2 separate regions of the Gossypium hirsutum genome follow, and region 2 is linked to region 1. The links are chromatin contacts, called in public Hi-C maps. All regions are on one chromosome and are shown on one strand. Each heading gives the region's core, a stretch centred on a gene start, on an enhancer-like site or on the middle of the called end of the contact. The rest is flanking DNA. Distances are from core to core; before and after follow the strand shown.

Region 1 (7,774 bases), core at 3,504-6,003:
GTTAGTTCAACTCATTTAAATTTGGTTTTTCAGGGACCACTTTTCTTGTCTTTAAATAAGGCCCACTTACTTTGGTTCCAAGACAAAGTGATTGATATTTTCCCAAACAGAAGTCGAAGTGTTTATAAAATTTTAGGGTTTAGGGTTAAAATAAAATTTTCGAATATCTGCTGAGAAAAAGAAAAGTGAAAGCTGATATAGCCCAAATGTCAATCCCACAAACTACACAACTCGATTCATAATCATAAGCTCGACCTTCTAAAGTGGGACCTTCTACTTTTCTTTTCCTCTGGCTCACCCCTCTTCTTATGGACTTTTTACTGTCAACATTTTGCTTAAATATTATATTCTTTTACATAATTAAGATATAATTTTTAATTATTTTTCGATTATATGAGTTATATATATTGTTTTTAAACAATAATACAATGTTTATATCTTTAGTTTGGAAGGGATTATGATTAGGGAAATGGCGAAATTATTATACATTAACTTGAAAGATTAAAGTTGGAGTTTTATTAAGCTTATAATGAATAAAAAATATTTATTAGTATACTTGATCATGGCTCAGGTTGGCTTAAAATTTTAGGTCCATTTTCTAGGTTCGGGTCCGTCTTTGTTCGAAAAATAAGTTTAAAATTTTGTCCAAGGCCAATATTATTTTTTAAATTATTCTTTTATGTAAAAAAATTAAAACATATAATATATGAAATACACTAAAAATATTAAAATAAATGTTTCTCAAAAAATTGAAAATACATTAAAAAATATTTATACTTAAATGACATTAAGATAATTGCAACTTAACAAACAAATACCTCTAAAATAGTAGCAAAATTAACAATAAAACGAGAGGTATATAATATCCAAACAATAACAATATAATAACAAAATAGTAGTAAAACAACAACGAAACAGTAGCAAAATAACAACAAAACAGTTGATTTGGGTTAGGCCCAGGTCAAAAAATCCTACCCGAGGCTCAACTCATTTAAAAAACGGACCTTATTTTTTGTCAAAGCCCATTTTTCGAATTTATATTTTTGCTTAAACCTTCACAATTTTTGAACGAACCTTCAAACTTTTTGTCTCATACTATAGTATTTAATTTCATCATCACCGCTGTTTTTACACTAACCGCAGTAAACACACCGCCCATCCAAACCCATCCTTAATAGAGTAAAAAAAATTGAAAAAATGAAAAATTAGTGGGTAGAAAAATAGAATGATGAAAATATTTCTTTTCATAAGCATACTTAGTAGGAAATGTAGAAAAAATAAAAACACATCCATTGTTTAGTAGAGTCAAAAATTGAAATGAAAGAAAACTGAACATATAAAAAATATATAATTTTGAACTAATATACACTCCTATCTCGCTTTCCCTTCTCTCATCATTTTAAATTGGAAGAATTGATTTTTATGCATTAAGTTAAAAAACTGATCATCTCTTTTATTTTTGTTGTTCTCACTTTTCTCCACTGTTAAACACACTCAAAATTTATTTTCTTTTTACTTTTCCACTCTCTTCTTCCATCCCTTCACTTTTCCACCTTAAGGCTACACTTGGTTAAGCGAAAAAGTGAAAGGAGAGAAGAGAACAAAAAATTAAAAAGAAAATAAATTTTAAATTGGCTCCAGTGAGTAGAGTTTCATGGAAAGATAAGTTATTGGGCAGGGAAAGTACTGGTTCTTCGGCCTCACCCACGATCTCGGTTGATTCTCCTGATTTAGATCTAAAGTTTGAAGATGGGGACATTCTTAGATCCACCCTGAACAAAATCCTTGCCATCGACTTCTCGGAACGATTCAAAAGGATACTGGTAAAGGATATGGAGACTACTATCGTCTTCAAACTTTTGGGGTGTAATATAGGATATGGCGTCCTCTATAATCAAATTTCCAGTCTCTGGAAACCCTCCCAAAATTTTCGACTAATGGACGTGGAAAATGGCTATTATTTAGTCCGATTTCAAAACAAGGTTGATTACGGTATGGCTCTGACTCAAGGTCCATGGATAGTGTTTGGATACTATCTTACAGTACAGCCCTGGATGGTGGATTTCATGTTGGGACCGCTGGTACACCCCGTGGCGCAGTGGAAAAAAATATTCTAACGATCCACAGCCAAGGATCTATGGACGAGGAATGAGTCGGGTTGAAATAGGGTTAAAAATATACCTTCTTTATTGAAAACGTTGAGGATGTTGTTGATTCAATATCGATTCCAAGCCACAACGAAAACATCTCGGCCTCTACGTAGTCCACACCATAAAAAACAAACAACCACTTTCTCTTGAACTTTTTCATAGAGAATTAGAAATGGTTGCTAGACCTTTTAAATTATTAAGTAGGTAACCTTCATACACTAAGGGATTATCTTCCTTTTATCCTCTTTGATATCACATATTAAAAAGGAAAATCAGAATTATTCCCTTATTAATAGAGAAGGCAAATGAAAAGTTAGAAAAAAGAATTATATTCTTTCCAAAATAATATTAATTTTCATGTATTGTATATTTTGACCGAAATTAATTAATATAACTGTTTATATTAATAAATTTGATAAAATATATACAATTAATATTTTGTATGAATCAAATTCATATATTAATTATATTCTTTCCAAAAGAATATTAATTTACATGTCTGTTATATTTTGACCAAAATTAATTAATATAACTGTTTATATTAATAAATTTGATAAAATATATAAAATTATATTTTGTATGAATCAAATTTATATATTAATTATATTCTTTCCAAAAGAATATTAATTTTAATGTCTTTTATAATTTGACTGAAATTAATTAATATAACTGTTTATATTAATAAATTCGATAAAATATATACAATTAGTATTTTGTATGAATCAAATACATATATTAATTTTATCTATGTTCTCTATTTGTGTACAACAAGTTTGTACATATGATGTGTTTAATATTTAATTATCAAATTAAATTAATTCAACAATTAATTTAATTCGTGTGACAACTAAATACAATACCAAATGTATTTGGATTCTGTTCATTTCAATTATAGGGTGTGACCCTGTAGGCTCTTATAACGCTCGTACTAATATTGGAACGTTTATAATATTACAAGCAATGAGTGGCATCTAGCAATGCATCATTGCCACCCAAGTTAGAAGAAGTCGTGATTCGACACAACCTTTCTTTGATAATCTTTTCATATATTATATCCTTTTATCCTTAATATCTAGATTAGACACAAGTCATGGAATAGTCACACTTGTCTAGTCCAATATCATATTTCTTGATTTTTTGAGCAAACTACTATAAACAAATAAGTGTGATATCTCATATCAACTTATTCGAGCATGACCATTCATTTATAGTCTCATTCCATCAAGAGACCTAAGATATTGCTCCCATTATGTAGGAGAGATAAATCCTATCTTGATCAACCATATCATTACATGGATTGTGGTATATCGAACATCAGTCTTTATAGTACAACTTGTTACGATAGACATTTTTTGATTGTATCAAAATATATGACTCATAATGTTGGGACAGTGATGATCTCAATTCTAAGGATCATATACATAGTTATCACTATGAGTAATATTGTGACTATTACATAATAATTCAAAAAACATACTCATAGCAGATCAGTCCAATATGTTGTTCTCTAATACATACTCATGTATTGATTTTGACATCCCTATGTCAATGACAACTTTTTGTCATCAATCAACTACACATTATTCTCAATGCATTATTGTTATTCAAGCCCACAATAATACTTGACTAAGGACCTTTTAAGAATAATTATATTTTCTTAGGACTTTATTACAATTCAATTTATTTATATACACAAAAAGAAATTGAAATAATAATGGAAATACCTCGTATTAATAAATAAGGTAAAACAAGCATGTGATTACAATAATATCATGATTGGTTTTGGGCATACTCTAACATTTCAACCCGTTGAGACCTTTCCGAAGCATGTTGCTGGCTTGGATCCATTTCCCTGGTTTACTGGGATTTCTATACAAAAAATACGTTTTGGAGGAGATCGAAAGTTTGGTTAAAAAAAGTGGAAAAGTTAGATATCAAGAAAAACATTGGAGCAAGAGGTCAGTTTAGCAAGATGGCGATGTTTTTCGGTCTAGAAAAACCACTTATCTCGTAAGTTATGATTAACGAGAGGGTTCAAAGGGTGGAGTTTGAGGCTTTACCCGCGATATGTTTTACCTGTGGCAAATACGGGCATCTAAAAAATTTGTCCTTTTTTTTTACTGGTCGGAGCAATGATGATGGAAAAGGAGAAGCTTCGAACTCGGTGGAGATTAAACCAACTCTGGCGATGACGGAGGAAGCTTTCGATCCCTGGATGGTCGTTGAGTGCAAGTCTAGGTGCAACCAGGCAGACAACAAAATCCAAAATACAAAAAATACAGAGGAAATTTTGGCAGGTTCTAGATTAACGACGATGAATCTACTGGGTAAAGATTCTATGAGATTGAAGGAAAAGGAAGCTGATTTTATGGGGACTAGGTTCGAGAAGGGAGATTTTTGAAATCTTTAAATGACAAAAAGCTGTAGTCAAATTTTGGGCCAACGGGTGAGGAATCTTTAGGTAAGAAGGCACTAGGCCAGGACAGTGTATCTGGGTCTGGAAAATAAAACCCAACAATTGGGTAGATTTCGGTTGCTAATGAAAAAATCCAGTTGAGGTATGGGTCGCATATGGTGTCAAATTTTGGACCAACGTGTGAAGAATCTTTGGGCAAGAAGGCGTTAGGCTAGGATAGTGTATCTAGGTCTGGAAAACAGAACCCAATACTGATTAAAAACCCTAGGCAGATTTCGGTTGATAATGAAAAAATCCAATTGAAGCTTGGGTTGCATATGGGGGTGGTCATTGGATCAGAACAAGTAGAGGCTCAGACCAAAATTATTGAAGCTGGTGGACATGCTGTAAGTGATTCGCTGGTTGAGGTGTATTGACCCAAAATTCACGGGCATCAGAAAAGTACATTGTCAGGCATCCGTCTTAATGAAATGGGTTCGTAAATAATTATTAGAAATATTTATGAGTCTAGTAGTGAGCTTAATTAAGTTTTAATTAGGTGAATTTAGCTTAATTAAGAGTAATTGCGAAAAAGGATTAAATTGAATAAAGGGTAAAAGTTTAATTATAGATTAAAGAAAAACTTAAGGGGATAAATAAGCAATTAGACTAATTTCTTAGAATGAGGGGGTTAATGAGTATTAAATCTTGAGATTTTGTTATTAATTTATTATTATAATTATAATTATTAAATATTATTATGGTTTTCTATTTAAATATTATTATTAATATTATTATATTATGAAATAAAATAAATTTAGACAAGTGTATGGTGATAAGATGGTACAAGTGTAATAATATATATATACACTTGTATTATAATTATTTATTTACTTAAAATTTAAGTAAAAGATATTTATGAATTAAATATTATTATTATATTATATTATTATAATGTATTATTATTAATATTATTAACTAATATATATATAATAAAGTAAAATAACAAAAGAAACAAAAGGGAAAAAGAAACAGAAGCTTTCGAAACAGGGAGAAAGGAAAGAAGAAAAGAAAAAGAAAAGGAAAATTTAGGGTTTAAGGTTTTAAAGCTTTAAAAGGTAAGTCAATTAAGTCCTTTTCTCTTAATTTTGATGTTTTAGAAGCTTTAGAACAAAAATTAGGTTGAAGTTTTAAAAGTTCTTAGGTTTTTGAATATAGTTCATGTTGAACAAAATAATGAATTACGGGTTTAATTGAATGAATTTCAAGTTAGAATTGATTAAAGAATTAAAATTGTAAACTAGGTTATAAGTTTTACATAGTAGGGATTAAATTGAAAGAAGTTTAAAATTATGGTTTTAATATGAACATTGAATAGTCAAGTTGAATATGGAAAGATATTAAGTACAAATGAAGTGTAAATTGAGTTAGAAAAGTAAATGAGTTAATTAGGATTAAATTGGAATTAGGGTTTAAATTGAAAAGAAATTCAATTAATTATTGTAAATTAGTGTTGTATTAATAATGAAAAATTATTATTATTTTCATAACTAACAAAGAACCCGAGGCATCAGTACACAAAGGAAAGGAGAAGGCTATTGAGGACTAAAACGAGAAATTCACGGTTTGTATTACTATAATTCAAACTACTATTTATTAAATGTTATATTTAAATTTATGTGTATGGTAAGTAAAATTTTAAGGTAGGCATCAGTATTGAAATGAATGAAATCGAGATGAAGTATGATTATGTATGAATATTTGATAGTATATTGTTGGAAAGTGGAAAAGTGTATCGAATTGAATTGTACATTGAAAGTGAAATTGAAATTGAGAAAGTGATTTGAATACCCTATTAACTAATCGGGCTTAGTCGGATATAGTTGGCATGCCATAGGATTGGAAGAGTACGGGAATTTATCGGCTTTGTCGATCAGGCACTATATGTGTCGTATTAGGCACCACGTGTGTCGTTTCAGGCACTTTATGTATTGTATACTGTTTCTGATATATTGATTAGGTACTGAGTACCGTTTTAGGCACAAAGTGTTGTACTGGTGTGTTTGGTTGGAATCAATGTATTCGCCAAGGTTTGGGTTTGTTAATAGGGTGAATAATCGAAATGTGAGAATTGAATAAATTTGATTGATCGTACGACTCAAAGGATAAGAAAGAAATTGTTAGTCGAATTGTGAGATTTGAAAGCATGAACCTAAGGTTCATGAATTGATCAAATTCAAGTTATTAATATATGATATTGTTGATGAATTATCATATGAAATATGAAACTGAATGTAAATTAGTTCTTATGAGTTATAAATTTTACATGTTTAATGTTATAAGATTAATATTTATAATTCATTAAAGTTATATAGTTTGAACTATGGTAATATCATTGAGTATAAAATACTCAGCATACGGTTATTTCCGTGTGCAGGTCGGTAGAAATCAAAGGTCCCGGTTCAACATCCAGATCAATCCCAATTTCAGAGACAATTTGGTGATGTAATCTTTCTTTTGGTAAAAGTGGCATGTACTTGGGTATTATATATAAATTATGTATTTAAGTCTTGTAGCTTTGGTTGTAAAATAATGTCTAATATGGATTATAAGTATGAAATGAAATAATATGGCATATTTGGTAAAATGTGGCATAAAACTAAAATAGAAATGAATGAAATTATTAGTTCAATTAAAAGTTATTTATGAATGATCAAGTAGATAAATTGTTAAATTAATGTTGTAGGCATAAATAGGCATGTTTGATTGTGGAGATGTATAGGTTGTTATATTGGTTGCAAATTGGTTGTGGTTTGAAATTGCAGGGAAGGTTAGATAATTATAAAGGGGTTATATTGAGTTTTTTTAAAAAAAAAAAGAAAAAAAATTCTGGAGCACTTGAACAAGTCTCGATTCACTTCTAATACGTATTCTGGGCCTCGAAGGTCCATGAAATGGACTAAATCATTAAATTATAATATGTATGTTATTTATTTGTAAATTTAATCGTAAATTATCTGATATGTTCGATAATATCTTGTAACCCTATTCCGATGACGTATGGGGTTAAGGGGTGTTACATGAGGACCAAACCAAAAATGCTGAAGATGATGCCAACTCTCATGCTAAGCATTCTTCTCTTCATTTCAATCTCATGTTTGAAAGGTCAATCGAAACTACAGTAAAGTTAAATTCAAATCTTCTTGACCCTAATATGCATTCATCCGTG
Region 2 (7,774 bases), core at 2,111-4,610, 57 kb after region 1:
ATTCAAATATGTAAAAATATATAACTCTTCTGCTTACTCTATTTCTTTCATGTGAAATTAAACTCATTCAATTTTCACCATTTTTGGTGATTTTTCAAAGTTACGACAATGCTGCTGTCCAAAAACTGTTCCATTGAAATTTTATTATTATTTTAAAAAAAAATCAATATAGCCCCTTTATAACTATTTAACCTTCCCTGCAAATTTCAAATTACAACCAATTTCATTATTTCAACTAATTCATTTAAATACTAATAAATTTCAACCAATCAACCATTCCAAGCTAAAAACATGTATATTTCATTGTCTAACACAACCATCACATTGATACTATTACTTTTTACTTCAATTCCCTATATATGCCATTTAAATCAAAAAGTTGTTTAACAAAATCTACCGGAGTAAATCTGGATAGTGTGATTCTTGATGTAGATTCGATCCTCCGAAAGTATTTATATGTCAATCTACAAGAAACAATAAACACACACAAGTAAGCTGATAGAAAGCTTAGTAAGTTCATAGGCATTTAAGATAAATCTTACCGAACTAATCATAATAATTCACATCTTATTATTCATTACACTTCCTGCCATACACAATATCCAATAGATGAAATCATTTAATTGAGCTCAATTTCAACAACTATGATAAATCTACCACTTGAATATGAGTCTATGTAACACTTACCGACTTTATCAAATTAGTGAACGTCTTACGAAATTGAGTACTTCATTTCTTCGATGCTATAGTCCAACTATGGTCTTACACATAATCACATAACACATACCGATGCCATAACCCAGCTATGGTCTTCCATGGAATCACTTATCATTTATCTCTTGTCACTGATCAGATAAGTGTAGCTAAGCTACCACTTATCACTTATCACTTGTCACTGATCAGATAAGTGTAGCTAAGCTACTACTTATCACTTATCACTTGTCACTTATCACTTGTCACTTGTCACTGATCAGATAAGTGTAGCTAAAGCTACCACTTATCACTTGTCACTTGTCACTGATCAGATAAGTGCAGCTAAAGCTACCACTTATCACTTGTCACTGATCAGAAGTACTCAAATCCGACGTTCCGCTCAATTTGATCATTTATTCGATTTTCATATTGTTATTTTATTTTCAATCCATCAACAAATATATATCATCTTACACTATATAATTCATGAAATTAACATTTAATCGTTAAATTTCAGCCATATGAACTTACCTGACTACTTTGGAAAAGTTGCGGAAGTTTAGTGACTAATCGGTAATTTTCTCCTTTCCTCGTTTATCTTCGGGTTCTTGATCTAAAATACAAATTTATTCATTCATCAGCATCTAATTCAATTCTAATTCATTTCACAATTTATACCCCTTTAATTTTCGAAATTACACTTTTACCCCAAACTTTGTAGTTTTTACAATTTGGTCCCTACTCAATTAACCTCTCAATTGATCTAATTTTTCTAAATTAACACCTTGTACAACTATTTTAGACAACTATATAGCCTTTTATATTCAAAACCGCAACACCAAACCCTAATTCCAAACTTTTTCACAATTAGGTCCCTAAAATCAATTTCTATCAAAATTACTTAATAAAATCATCATATAATAAAATTAAATCTTTAATTCCATGTTCATTCATCATAAAAATTCAGCACTAATCAATGGTAACTCTCAAAATAGGCCATGAAATAAAAAAACTAATGAAATAATTAGTTGGACCTAATTGTAAAAGTATCAAAATCACAAAAATTAGAAGAAATAATCAAGAATTAAACTTGCATGATTCAAATATATGAAAAAACAGCTTGGAGGGACCCTTCAATGGCGTTTTTTTTGCTGAGAAATATGAAGAATTGCCTAGAAACTCTTTTAATTAAGATTTTTATTTGTTAATTTTTACAAAATTTCCAATTTTACCTTTATTACATCATTTTTTCAGATTTTTCTTCTCTTATGCCGTCTCAACTATTCCATATTGGCATATTTATGCCTTAAGTCCCTCCTTATTTACCACTTAAGCTATTTAATCACTTTTAACAAATTTTACATTATTTTCAGTTTAGTCTTTTTTAATTAATTGAACACCCAAACTTTAGAATTTTCTAACGAAACTTTAATACCAACTCAATGACACTCTATTTTAATATTTATTCCTAGTACACTATTCACTATTTCAAAAATTTTCCTAACTTCCCATTTAATTTATACTCACTAAATTAATAATATTTTCTACTCATTTGTCAGATTTAGTGATCTCGAATCACCATTCTAACACCACTGAAAATTTAGGCCATTACAGACCGACTCGTTTTTCCAACTGTACGCCAAACAACTCCAACCCAACGCCCACTTTTTGAATTGAAATTGAATGAACTTTAAGTGATGAATATGTATTATTTCATATACTAAAGAGATAGCAAATACCGTGTTGAAAAGTTTTTTAGTAGAGGTTCATATCTCACGATATTTTGTTGGAGCGATAACCGGGCTAAAGCTAAACGAGACTTAGTAAAGCATGAGATTAATCATGCTAGTTGATGTATGGAAATGATTTTAAATGAAAATAGTGAAAGGTGGAAAGGGAAAGGGACTTAAGAAGTAATTTAACCAAAATAATGAAATGAAAAAAGAATGGCAGAATGCCTGCACATTAGCTTTGATGCGTGAAAGAAAAGAAAGAAAGAAATTGCATTCAATTTCCAAATGTATTCCAGTGTGTTTTCAAAGGCCACCAACACTAAGTATATATATACATTCCTCATGCTAAATTTAGTAAGATTTTGTTTTCCTAAAAAATATCAACTAAAAATCAATTCATACTATTCATAGAATTTTGACAATTTCAAAATAAAAATTTGATTTTAACCAGTCAACCACTAATTCTTCAATTCTTCAACTTGGCCCTCCTCTTTGTTTTTTCGTTCCAATTTAGCTCATTTTGTTTGATTTTGAATTTCAATATTTCAATTTCATCCCTGATAAGAAAGACACAAATTTAATAGCATTTTATTAAAAAATTAGCTAAAAATGAATACATTAAAAAGCACAAAATTAACTTGTTATCATACTCCACTGGGGAGAACTTATAAGACATTCAACAAAAATATTCAACATTCGATCCTTGAGGACAATGATCTGGTTCAAGGAGGGGAGTAATTATAATGGAAGAATGCAACAAAGATCAAGTGTTTGAAATTCTGTTATTTTTGTTATTATTTTAATTAGTGCAATTGTTAAAACGCTACGTTTTGGCGTTAAAAACTTGAAACGGTGTGTCGTAGCTAGGGTCTGAGTCATGTTCAAAACGATTCATTTTGAGGTTATACCGTTCAATGAAACGGTGCGTTTAAGGCAGCTGTTAGTAACAACTGACCAGACTGTTTCAGAAACCATTACTTTCCCTCTTAAGCACCATCCATGAGGGAAAACTGTTAAGCAAATTTTGGAATTGATTTTGCACATCTCTCATCTTCCTCTCTCTCTTTTCCTCTTCTCTGGCAAAATCTTTTGTTCGATTTCCTCCCTTATCAAAATTGAAGAATGTTAATTACTTACCCAGTTTCAGAATAAAGAATGGGTCACGATTCAGCTTTCGGAATTTTTTGTTGAATGGGAAAAAGGATCGAATTTGGGTGTTTCTCAAATTTGAGGGGTTAGGACTCTTCGGATTTTGGGGTTACTCTAATAGCATCATGGTAAAATTTTCAGCGGAATGCCATTCTTGGAGTGAATGTACCCGTTTTCCTTTTTCCCTTTATTTCATTGAATCACGTGTTCAAATTTTATAAATTAAAATTTCATCATTAAAATAAAAAGAAAAACAAAATTTTCATGTCACTTTTGTAAACAGGAGAATTTGACAATGTTAAAAATTCTTCTTATTTATATTTTTTAAATATTACAACAATTAAATTGATTTATTTAATAATATAAGGATTAATTTGATTCACTTGCTATAATATAAGGTCTTTACAAGTACATTTACTGAATTCAATGTCATATCAATAAATTTATAAAAAAAATTTAATATTATCAGTTGAATCTGAATTTTGAAATTTAAAAAATATAAAAATTAATTTCTTAAAAATAAAAATACAAGGAATAAATTTCAATATTTCAATATTTTAACCTATTATTAACTACTTGCAATTATATTAATATAAATTTTGAAAATTAAAAAATGGAAAAGGACTTCAATAATAATGATGCAAAATCTCAAGATCTAGATCAAATAATAAGAAATGAGAATTGAAGATTGAAGACAAGATTTATGTGTTTTTATTTATTTATATATATTTTAAATTTATTATTATATTTTTTTGAAAATATTTATGTATTTTTATATTTTTTTAAATTTTTTAGAATTAGGATCAAATTGAGACAATTTGTAATTTTTTAGGGTTAATTTTTTAAAATTATGACTAAATTGATATAAGATGTAAAAGTTGAGGACTAAATTTGTTATTATACTAATCTTTAGCTTACCGTTTGTAATTTTAACAGAAGTGACCAAAATGATCAAACTATGTAACGTGAGTACTTAAATTGTAATTTTTTATTATTTTAAGTCTTGAATAAAAAATTGTGATAATTAGATTACACTAAAATGAAAACAAAAGAGAAGTAAAAGGCTTATTGATGTTGCAATGGGGCGAAGGATGAAAGGGTTGCTGCGGAATGTTGTTGTACGCCCAAACCTTTGGAATACTTGCTCCAAAATGCTAATGATGGAACCACATTTCCTTATGCAACTCTTTTGAAGTTTATTTTTGAATTTTAAAATCTAAAAATTTTATAATTTTTATAAACTTTGGAAATAAAATTTCTTTTTTAAAAAATTAAGAGAATATTTTTTAAGTCCTAACCCTTTATTAATAAGCCAAAATTATATAGTAGATTTAATATACTAATTATTTAACATAAATAACTTATTTACACCATAAATGAATTAAAAAGATGATAAATAGGGTAATATCCATCCAACCATGAATAGAGATAGCTTTATTAAATTTCTTTGTTCCTAAATATAAATTTTCCCCCTTAAATTTGACAATTTAGTCTATTTTGGTATTTGTATTCTTTTTTTATTTTGATTCTTGAATTTGACAATTAGATTCATTTCGATTTTTAAATTTAGATTCTGTCAAGATTTGATGATGTGACTAGTGTTACTAGAAAATGATCGAATCGGACAAATTGAGAACCAATTGATATAATTGCTCGAACAAAACGGTTGAGCCGATTGACTTGTAAACCGCTTGAAATTGGTAAAAATTAAAATCGGGATAAAAATCAACAACTAAACAAGTTGATCCGATTTAATAAATTTTTTATATTTCTATTTTTTTAGATTGTAATGAATTTTTAATTAATTAATTAATTATTATTGGTTGAAGGTCGAATTGATCGAACTAGTTGAATCGAGAACCAACTGTCTTATTAGAACACTAAATGTGACACTTTGAGATTATACCACATCATCACCTGAAGTTATATATATATATATTAGATTTTAAGTGATGATGTGAAACAATCTCAGAGTGTCACAGCACCAAACTTTTATATTTTTCAAGTTCAAGAATCAAAGCGGACCTAGTTGTCAAATTTAAGTACAAAGTGGATAAAAAAATACAAATACCAAAAATTATATTATCCCTTTAATTAAATCAAAGCTCTTACTTTCTTCTAAACTATGAAAGATCCTAGGCGGAATTTCCTCTTGCTATGTTGCCCAAAATCTCTTGGATTGGTCCCTTGAATCTTCACTCAATTCGGCCTACAAAAATAAAACAAGGCACAAGAATGGGCGGCATACCCATTGGATATTTAACCCAACATATACAAGTCCATATAACCTAAATATGGAAATTACTTGAAACGTATTTACAAAGAATTATTACAAAGTAGCAAAAATGGAAAAAAAAATGAAATAACCAACTAAAAAACATTAAGAATGCTACTTTTGACAATTTCTCGATTTCCCAATCTCTATGAGACAATTCTGAAGAATTATTCATTTTTTTGGAAACCAAGTTAGAGAGTCGAGAGGCTTACTAAAACCATATTGATAAAATATCTGAGTTAAATTTGTTGATAAGCTAATTAAAAACATTTATAATTGACGAAAACTATTAACGTCAAAATTAATTATATTTAGTTATTCACTTTTAAAATTAAAAGGGATTAAATTACTCTTATTATTTTGAGAGAGACCAATTTGCTTCGAAATTGAGAGAAATTACTTAGGTCCTTTTACTAAAAATGTTTCTCTAAAAAAAATCTAAAAAGACAATAAAAATTCAATATTGAAAATTACCAAAAATATAAAATAATGTAAAAGTTAAAAATTTTAAAAAATAATAATTTTACAAAGTGAAAAATGGTAGCTCCTTGAAAGGAAACTTTTCAAGAACTCCTAGATTCATCCAACGAAGTACAGTGGTGAAGGTACATGAAAGATGGAGTCAATTGACCCCAGGAAAAATTACTTCATAAAAAAAAATTAAGTATTTGATTCCACAGAACAATTTGAAAAAAAAAAAACTTACTAAAATCCAAAATTCATTATTTGTTATATTTTCTTACAAATTTATCATTTTTCCTGTTGTTTAATTTAGTAACAATTCTTCTTTTCTTTTTTAAGTTTTAATGATTATTTCCTAAAATAAAGAATTGTGGCTTTTTGGGTTTTTAATTTGGCCAAATTCTATTATTAGACTTTGTACTTTGCATTAGTTATGGATTTAGTAGTTGTATTTTAATTTGATCATTTTTTGTCCCTATACTTTTAGAATTTGAAAACTTTAGTCCTAACAAATATTATAACTATTAAATTCATAAAGTAATGTTTTTTTTTAAATTTGATGTGTCAAACATAATTTTCAATGTGTAATGCTATGTTTGTTTGTTATTTTCATATATTGCTCACAAAAGATTAGTTAATAGATCTAACATCTGTCGTTTGCATTAATATTAAAATTTTGAAATTCACAAAATATAGCAACTAAGAATGATCAAATTGGTGAACAAGGACTAAATCTATAACTTTACACATAATATAGGGCTAATAACATAAGTTAACCAAATAAATTTAACTGTTACCATTGAGTCAGGATTAAAATTTCAAAATCCGAAAAGTATATGGACTAAAATTGATAAAATTAGTGTACAAGTACTAAATTCACAATTTACACAAAACACATGGTATAATAGCAGAATTTGACCTTTAATTCTTTATGCAATATTAAGTTTTTATTGTGCTTATTATCTTGTATTTCTTAAATATATATTAGAAATTAACATTTTTATTTAAAAATTATTGTTGTTAGTGTGATTATTGTATAGTTTGTGTTTGTGTTCATCTTATATTTTACTATTGTGTTGTCCTGACATCAATACCAAAAAGTAGCTTTTATTTTTATAAAGTAAATTATGTTTTATTCCCTAACCATATGCAAGATTGCAAATTAATGGTATGCATTAAAAAATATAATATTTATAAAAATGTACAAAATGGTGGTAAAATTTTGACTAAAAATAAATATATTGATAATGAAAACTAAATAAATTAAAGTTCATTATTTGACTTAGTTATCAATTAGAAGATTTAGCTTGTATAAATCGATATTGATTTAATACTAATAATATAATTAGCTTTATGAAAATTTGTATGTGTTTAAGGATTATATTTATTTAGTTACTATTTTAATAGTCTTACACTTAACCATATCATATGCTGGTTTAATGAGTGTTGATGTTATGTATTA

The links. A called contact is a pair of places that touch in the nucleus more often than the background predicts.
Region 2: a contact with region 1 is called in a Hi-C map of leaf, with 2.5 times the contacts expected there. The contact joins two enhancer-like sites. A contact is called at or near these places in 12 of 34 Hi-C or Micro-C datasets (anther, callus, hypocotyl and 2 more).

Annotation. Positions count from the first base shown.
Region 1 is chrD02:13,925,303-13,933,076 of Gossypium_hirsutum_v2.1, forward strand. No RefSeq gene overlaps it. Among protein-coding and RNA genes, the nearest start is that of LOC121214520, 10 kb to the left of the region's middle. Within about 2 kb of position 4,754, at least 9 of the 9 cell types and tissues checked have an H3K27ac peak or open chromatin away from gene starts, as enhancers often do. A contact at or near this core is called in hypocotyl and leaf, where this site is marked.
Region 2 is chrD02:13,984,116-13,991,889 of Gossypium_hirsutum_v2.1, forward strand. No RefSeq gene overlaps it. Among protein-coding and RNA genes, the nearest start is that of LOC107910586, 26 kb to the right of the region's middle. Within about 2 kb of position 3,361, at least 9 of the 9 cell types and tissues checked have an H3K27ac peak or open chromatin away from gene starts, as enhancers often do. A contact at or near this core is called in hypocotyl and leaf, where this site is marked.